2 separate regions of the Rattus norvegicus genome follow, and region 1 is linked to region 2. The links are chromatin contacts, called in public Hi-C maps. All regions are on one chromosome and are shown on one strand. Each heading gives the region's core, a stretch centred on a gene start, on an enhancer-like site or on the middle of the called end of the contact. The rest is flanking DNA. Distances are from core to core; before and after follow the strand shown.

Region 1 (3,769 bases), core at 270-2,769, 110 kb before region 2:
TGCTCACACTGGGGCAGGTATGCCAGCCAGTGTTCAGAAATTTTACCTGGATGTTATGTCAGTGATGTAATGGGCTAGCCTGGCCACTGCTCACAAGACTGATCTTCATTTTGACGAGAGGTAACACTTCAAATTCCAGGACACTTGGTATCCATATAGGCTGAGACCGATCTATACAAGACTGAGGATTGAGTGGATGAGGACGGACTTGGGCTGGCTAATCTGAGCTGTACCCAGACTGTGCATACTGACCGTAACCCCACTTCACAAAAGCTGCCTAGGAGGGAATGACCTCATTGTTAGAAAAGGAGGCGATGTCTTCTACCCTCTTTTCATTCTAAGACTGCCATGACATGTTTTAGATGACTTAGGCATCTTTTTTTTTAAAGATTGTGTGTTGTGTTGTGTGTGTGTGTGTGTGTGTGTGTGTGTGTGTGTGCGTGCGTGTGATGTTTGTGGGTGCCTGTGGAATCAAGAAGAAAGAACTGGAGTTACAGGCAGTTGTGTTTTGCCTGATTTGGATACTGGGAACCAAACTTGGATCCTCCAGAAGAGCAGCAAGTTCTTAGCCTCTGAGCAATCTTTCCAACCCAAGGCATCTTTAAATGAAAGAATTAACGTTCCACCCCATCTCAGCACTCCAGGTGTGAGTGTTTTCTTAACTACAGTACGTATCCACATAGGTATTCAGGCATCTTATACACAAATTGCAGCTCAAACTTTGTTGCAAGTCACTTTCAGAATGAGTCAGAGCAGAGTCAAGCTTGTCATGATAATTGTACAGAAGGCTATTATAATTATTGTTTCATCAAAGGGAACACTTTTCTCCCAATGTATTTTAGTGTCTCATGCCTTCCCATGATTAAAGAAAGAAAGAATTGTCAGCAGAGTGGCTGAAATAGTGAAGGCTTTAAACCTCCCTATGTGTTTGGTGAGGGGGATCTTAGCTCCTAACAGAGATCCATTTGTGTGTCTTTTGAATGAACGTGTACTGTGTGTGGACGCGTGTGGGTACATGTTGGCGCGACACTGACAGGTACATGCTCCTGTGAGTACAGGGGCTACGGGAAGGCATTGAGTTCCTCTCTATTATTCTCAGCCTTGTTCTTTTAATGTAGGGTCTCTGGCTGAACGTGGCGCTTACACCTTACATATTTTGGTGAGGGTGGCAGTCAGCAAACCCTGTGATTCTCCTGTCTCTACTCTTCTCAGTGCAGGGGTTACAGGTGCAGGCAGGAGTCATCACACCGAGATGCTGTCTGAATTCTCATCCTCAAGCTTGGACACAGCACTCTTAACCACTGACCTGTCCCCCAGCTCTTATTTGTGTGTTAATCTTTTTAATTCATTCTTTTAAAACTGCTACTTATGTGGAATGGGATTTGCTTTTAGGTACAGAAATTTATGTTTTGAATTTTTGCATGGCTAGAAACATAGACATGAGCATAGTGTTGGGTGCTAATTTGAGAGTGAAGTCACTGATGCATGCCTCAACTTGCCCTTTGGTCGTGGGCCCTTGGTTGGAGCCATGAAGACACGTCAGCATGCCCTCCTGTTACAGTGTCGCAACACACATGCCATTCCCATTATTACAGATGCCAAAGAAGGGACAGGAGAGACCTGTTTTATTACAGTCATGAATGATGGTGTAGGATCGGACCTCCTGGGGCACTTGGCTAAATGGGTGATTCAGATATGCTCTACCTCATACTTGAACAAAGATCTAAATTTATTATGTTTAATGCTCAATATAAATCACCAAACCTGAACGCGTTATAAAAATGAGCTAAAACGCTGCTTAACTGACATTATTAAAGCATCTTAGGTATGGAGCCATTTCTAATTGGTAGACGCTCGCGGATGAGCACTTCTTGCAACTACTCATTTTAAAGAAATATTTCTTCCAGTAAGAAGGCCCTTATTTCAGCTTGAGATATAATCCGGGGACAGACTCTCTTCAGGATAGCATCATTTTTAAGTTCAAAGAGTAGTCTCAGCACGATCTATGATTTAAGCCTTATTCCCCCACTTACTTTGATACAAAATCAAGTTTAAAAATAATTAAGAATAAAATGATAAACAGTCAAAGCTAGCACGCTTGGAATGAAACTGCCGTGCATGGTAATAAACGTCAAGAGCCAATCGGCTGTTATTAGTCTGGAAAAAAAAATTAAAAGAATAGCGCAGAAAATTATGTGTGCTGTTTTTTATCATCTTGATTAAAGAAGAGAAACATGGGTAATTTAAAATTAATCTGTGATAGAATATGCTGTCATTTCAATTAGAAGAAAGAGGATCATTGCCTGCTATCCCACCTCAGCAGAGACACCACCACAAAACCAGGGAAATCTGACCTCCAAAATGGGACGAGTGCAATAAACCAATTTTCAGCCACAAAATGTGATTTGCAAAATTGGTTTGAAGTAGTGCTGGCTGGATACCACCTCTGCCGGAGACTGAAATTAAAACTGTCATCCATTCAGACAAAGCCCCAGTCCCTTGGCGGCCTCTGGTGCATGCTGGTTTATAACCACAGATGTCTGCCTTCCCTATGGGCACAAAGCCACCCATGTGAGGACTTTACCCCTAGAGCTTGTTTACTCGGATTCTCAAACCAGTTGTGCAAAGGTACCTCTGGGTCACAGGGGAGACTCATTTCCCAAGATAAGGATGAGCGAGGCCAGGAAAAGCTATGACTAGGATATAGTGGATTCTTTCTCCCTTATGTTTTTAATGTTCACTTGTATTTATAGTTGTTTATGCATATTAACTGTCAAGTGGATGTATTTCATTCTCTATATACACTTACATGTTTTGATTATGTTCACTCTTCTTTTGTTAATTTGTTCTTCCCACTTACATTTGGTTCCTTTATTATTTCCTAAGAGGTTCTAGTCCTGCTTCTGTTATCAGGCATAAAAAGGGTTTTTTTTTTGTTCGTTTGTTTGTTTTTGTTTTTGCTTTTCATCTCCTTGTATGAGAGAAAACATGTGCTTCTGGTCTTTCTGAGTCTGGCTTATTTCACTTAACATAGTATCTTCTAGTTCTGCCCACTTTGTTGAAAATGGCAGTATGTCATTTTCTTTATGGATGAATGATGCGTGATTGTAGGGAGCGTAGGAGACCCTGAGCAAGTAAAATCCCGAGCGAATATATGTTGTTGACATGTGTATTCTCATGCCAAGGACCCAATACTTTAGCCGTGTGAGAGTAGCAAAGCCTTCCTTAGGAGAGGCTCAGAGGACTGGCAAAGCCTTCCTCAGGTACAAATGTGACTGTGTGCAGAAAATGACCCCATAGCCTTCTGCCCCAGGATGAAGCCTGCTTCCTTAGGGAATGCTCTTACTAAGCTTACTCCTGTATTCAGCTGTACACCACACACTCACTGTTTTCGTTTAGCTGTATCTAATCACCCTGCCTTCCTGTTCAATTGTATGTAATAGACACACCGAGTTTGCAGGAGAGTACTATGCCTTCTCCATTCAAGACCCCAGACTAGCTGATACCAGCTTTGCTGTACCTGTATCCATGTGTTGGTCTCCATTTCCTAGACATTGAGGTCAATCCTGGAGCTGTGCATGGCATAGAGCACACGACTTTAGAAAGGTCACAAGGGCATAAATGAGGAGAGGCTTGCTGTCTGGTTCTTTGAGTGTATATTCTTATATAATTGAGAAGAGGTACAAATCTCTTATTTTGGATAACTGAGTCTTAATTAAACCTTAGACGCTACAATATGATTTGGAATTTATATACACCTAACAAACAT
Region 2 (3,846 bases), core at 874-3,373:
ATACGACCATTAAAAATGCCATAGGTTGATACATTATTTTATAAGCTTACTTAAAAATACAATTGTATGTGTGTTTTTGATGAGTTATGTCATACACGGTAATAATGTTCCACTTAAGAGCTGTAGACTATCTAATGGAAGCCCAAGCCAGGCATGTTCAAATGCACATTCAAATGTTCTTGTTTTCATATTTAAAAGCAAGAGTTATTCTTTGGTTTTTTTTGGTTTGCTAGTTTGTTTGGATGGGGGTTATGGGTAAATCCAGGGTCTTGTGTATGTAGACAAATGATCTACTACTGAGCTACATATTTAGGCCACGTTAAAAAATTCATTTTCAGTGAATTATCTTTATTAGGTCATTTCAAATCAAATCAAGGGGATGGTGGCAAAGTAGAATGTTCTGAGCCTATCCCCCTGAAAACATCATCCACTGATATTGAGATTATGATTTCTATAAGTAGAACTTTGATTATTAAAGCCTACTGGGAAGTTACTTATACCATTTCAGGTGTTATTTGGGGACAAAGTCCAAAGCAAAATCTAGATATAGACTGCTCACGTTCAGTCATCGCAATACACAGAAGACTTTATAGCATGAGTTCTGATGTGGGTCACATTTGGAATATGATAGATTACTTGTACCAGAACCAGTTTGATACTCCTAGGACTATGAGTCTATGTGTAACTTAATAGGGCACTGTGAGATACCTCCAGATTGTATGTGTATATTGGGGAGAATTGCATAATCTGTTATCTTTCTTCCTTTTTTTTGAGTTTGGGGGAGGACTGAGGGTTGAACCTAGGTCCTCACACATGTGAGGTAAGTACTCTACCACCAAGTTATAGCCTTAGCAGACACTATGGTGAAATTAGAGACGCCTCTTTGATGGCTAGTCTGTATCATCATCCTGAGTATATCTGGAATAAACTATAATCAAGAAATGCAGGGTGCACTGGTGATCTGTATCTTGAGGGAGGAAGCCACACCTTTGATTTGGACCTTGAGGCTGGAAGACACAAACTTTTGATTAGGATTTTGAAGTAGGGTGACACATACTTTTCGTCTGGATCTTGAGGCACACCTTTAATTTTGGCCATGGCTTCTGATGGTGGAAGAAGGAAAGGGTTGTTTGTTCTTTATCTGCTTGCCCTCACTTTGCCAGCACATCCATTCCTTCTCTGGGATTGGAGTTCACTTCTTTGGGATTCCATGGCCTCTGTCTCAGCTCCTGCCTCCAGGATCCTGTCCTCCTTTAGTTCCTGTCCTGATTTCCTTCAGTGGTGAATAGCAACATAGAAGTATAAGCCAAAAGACCCCTGTCCTCCACAGTGCACGTTTTGGCCATGGTGTTTCATCAGAGCAATAGAAACCCTAACTAAGACAGCTTCTCGTTCTTTCATCTACATCCAGAGATTCTACTGAGAGATGTAAATAAAGAATCTAGAATCAACAGAATCAAAATCATGTGGCATCCTCTAGTCAAACTGCACGTGCCTGGAATGAGGACAGTTGTCTATTAAGAATGTTTTACAACATTGTGAGAGTGAAGATGGGGGAGATAGCAGGCTGCTTCCTGAATCATAACGCGAATTGACGTAGAGTGACTTTGAATTCATTAGATACCAGGGTAGGTGACACTCTGTTGGGTAAGAGCCTCATCCCATTACATTATACCTGTGCAAATTGCTAAAGCTAACTTCAGCTGAGAATGCCTGTGCAGGTGGCAAAAAAAAAAAAAATTAAAACTGCAATTAGAAACAGAAATGTACTGATTGACGAAGGGACTTTGAACCAAGCATGAGCATAAACAAACTGAAACTCCGCAAACTCGGCATTTTGTAATCCTGTTAGCATTTCAGCTTCCAAGCCAAATAAGTACTTAAAATGCAAGCAGATCTTGACTCTGCAATTTCTGGGGCTGCATTCCAGGAGAATGACAATAATTTTTTCTCTCTCTCTTTTTTTCTGAAGTCCTCTTGGCCTGAAAGGAATCAGAGAGCTTTCCAAAAAGTAATGGAGAAAACCTCCTTCTGAAATTACTAAACTTGATCCATTCTGCAATTCCTTCACTGATCAATTCTTTTGATAAACATGTACTTGATACCTACAGTGCTGAACACTGGGAAGAAGCCTGAGGTAAGGAGAACCACACAAAGTGTTCTTGCTTTAGGCCTGTGGTGCAGTGAGCACAGTCAAGTCTGGATTTTGGTAGTTTCTCTTTTGACCCTCCCTAGACATTTCCTAAGAATCAAGGAAACTTGCTGTGGTAGTTAAGCTGCAGAAGGGAGAAAGATGCCTTAGTTGTGTGCTTTACCAATGGACACCAGGCCACCAGCATGGGAGTCATCTGGCAGCTTGTTGGAAATGAAGACTTGGGGCTAATCTCAAAACTAGCCAGACATTCTGAGTGAGGGGACCCAGGGTTTTGGGTGCACTCTTTGAGTTGAGAATACTGAAAAACATAGAGGTGACCCTCAACTGTAGGAACCAACACATAACAGATTAATAAGGAACCTGATAGTCATGAGAGTGAGGTTCCCAGGTAACTTGAATGTGATGGTTAGCCTGAGATTCTGAAGAAAGTAGGAAGCCTTGTGTAATGTGACTTGTACCTGTAGACATCTCTTGGTCTACTGAAGGGAAGGGAAGTGTATACAGACCAACTCATTCAAGCACGAGGCTTTCCTTCTTGTTCCAGGGGGACCTTTGCTTCTCCATGTGCCATAGTGTTTCCACACCGGGGCCACACCACGGGCTCTTCTGCTGAGAAGCCTCCTGTGTCCATTTTACCACCAAATTACTAATTACTAAAATCTTCCAGATTCAACTTCAAATGTCACTTTCTCAATCACTATTAACAATACAATAGTGTTTACAACATCCTAAGCTGCTCCTTGGTAATACTCAGTGAATGTATAATTAAATATTTAATATTTGTCTCTTCTAGAAGATCCCAAGTTCTGTTAAGGGAAGGACTACATCCTCATTTTACTGAATGAATATATACTGAGTAAATACAAGTACTGCTTTAGTAAATAGTATAACCTCAAATAAGTGTTCTGGAATCATGTTTCCTGGGCCTTAGTCTGGGAGGTAAGTAAGTGTAACACATTTTATCGGTGCTTCCTGTGATCCCCTATTTATATGTATTTTAGATCTTTGTTTCCTACATTGTCCACCTAAGTAGTCTAGGGCAGAGCATCTTAAACCACAGTAGTAGAGAAGCCAGGAGGGAGAGGATGACTACATCTTTCCAAGAAGTCAGTATGAGCCAGCCCCAGTGCTACAGGTCTAACATGCACTAAGTAGTTTAAGCTTCCAAGGATAACTCAAGATGCAGGTATGCCTCCTTCCCAGTGTTAAAGAGTCTCAAGGATGTTCATGACACAGCCAAAACTCACAGAAGTGCAGGATTTATTCTCTGCTTTAAATCCCATGTTACTGAATACCACAGGAAAGGTAATAAACTTGAGAAATGGTAAATACTTAAACTTTTCTCAAGAGACAATGTGATGCATGTAAGATGTCTCGACACTGGGAAAGTATATAATACTCAATGAATTCTATTAGAAATTGTCAGCAGCATGGCCACCAACAGCATTGTTGTCATTGCTATCATTGTCGTCATCATTATCATCATCACTACCACCACTACCACCATCATCGTTATTCCTGTTATGCTCTTAGATCTCCAATCCTACTTGTAAGTCTTGTAAGCATGTTCTGGAAATCCTTTACCTGCCTGAGATAGCTAAGTTTGGAGAAATAGTGTCAAAAAAAAGATTCAAAAGGAAATTTATGAACTGCATATCCTCAAAGCTGCATTTAGAGTCAAATGATCTGAA

What was found. A called contact is a pair of places that touch in the nucleus more often than the background predicts.
Region 1: a contact with region 2 is called in a Hi-C map of liver, with 1.7 times the contacts expected there. The contact joins two enhancer-like sites. A contact is called at or near these places in 2 of 12 Hi-C or Micro-C datasets (kidney and liver).

What each region holds. Positions count from the first base shown.
Region 1 is chr9:71,518,806-71,522,574 of GRCr8, reverse strand. All of the region lies in intron 22 of Pard3b (par-3 family cell polarity regulator beta), which reads right to left. Among named protein-coding and RNA genes, the nearest start is that of Nrp2, 97 kb to the left of the region's middle. Within about 2 kb of position 1,519, at least 2 of the 93 cell types and tissues checked have an H3K27ac peak or open chromatin away from gene starts, as enhancers often do. A contact at or near this core is called in liver, where this site is marked.
Region 2 is chr9:71,413,013-71,416,858 of GRCr8, reverse strand. The region is part of intron 20 of Pard3b (par-3 family cell polarity regulator beta); the gene reads right to left. Among named protein-coding and RNA genes, the nearest start is that of Nrp2, 200 kb to the left of the region's middle. Within about 2 kb of position 2,123, at least 4 of the 93 cell types and tissues checked have an H3K27ac peak or open chromatin away from gene starts, as enhancers often do. A contact at or near this core is called in liver, where this site is marked.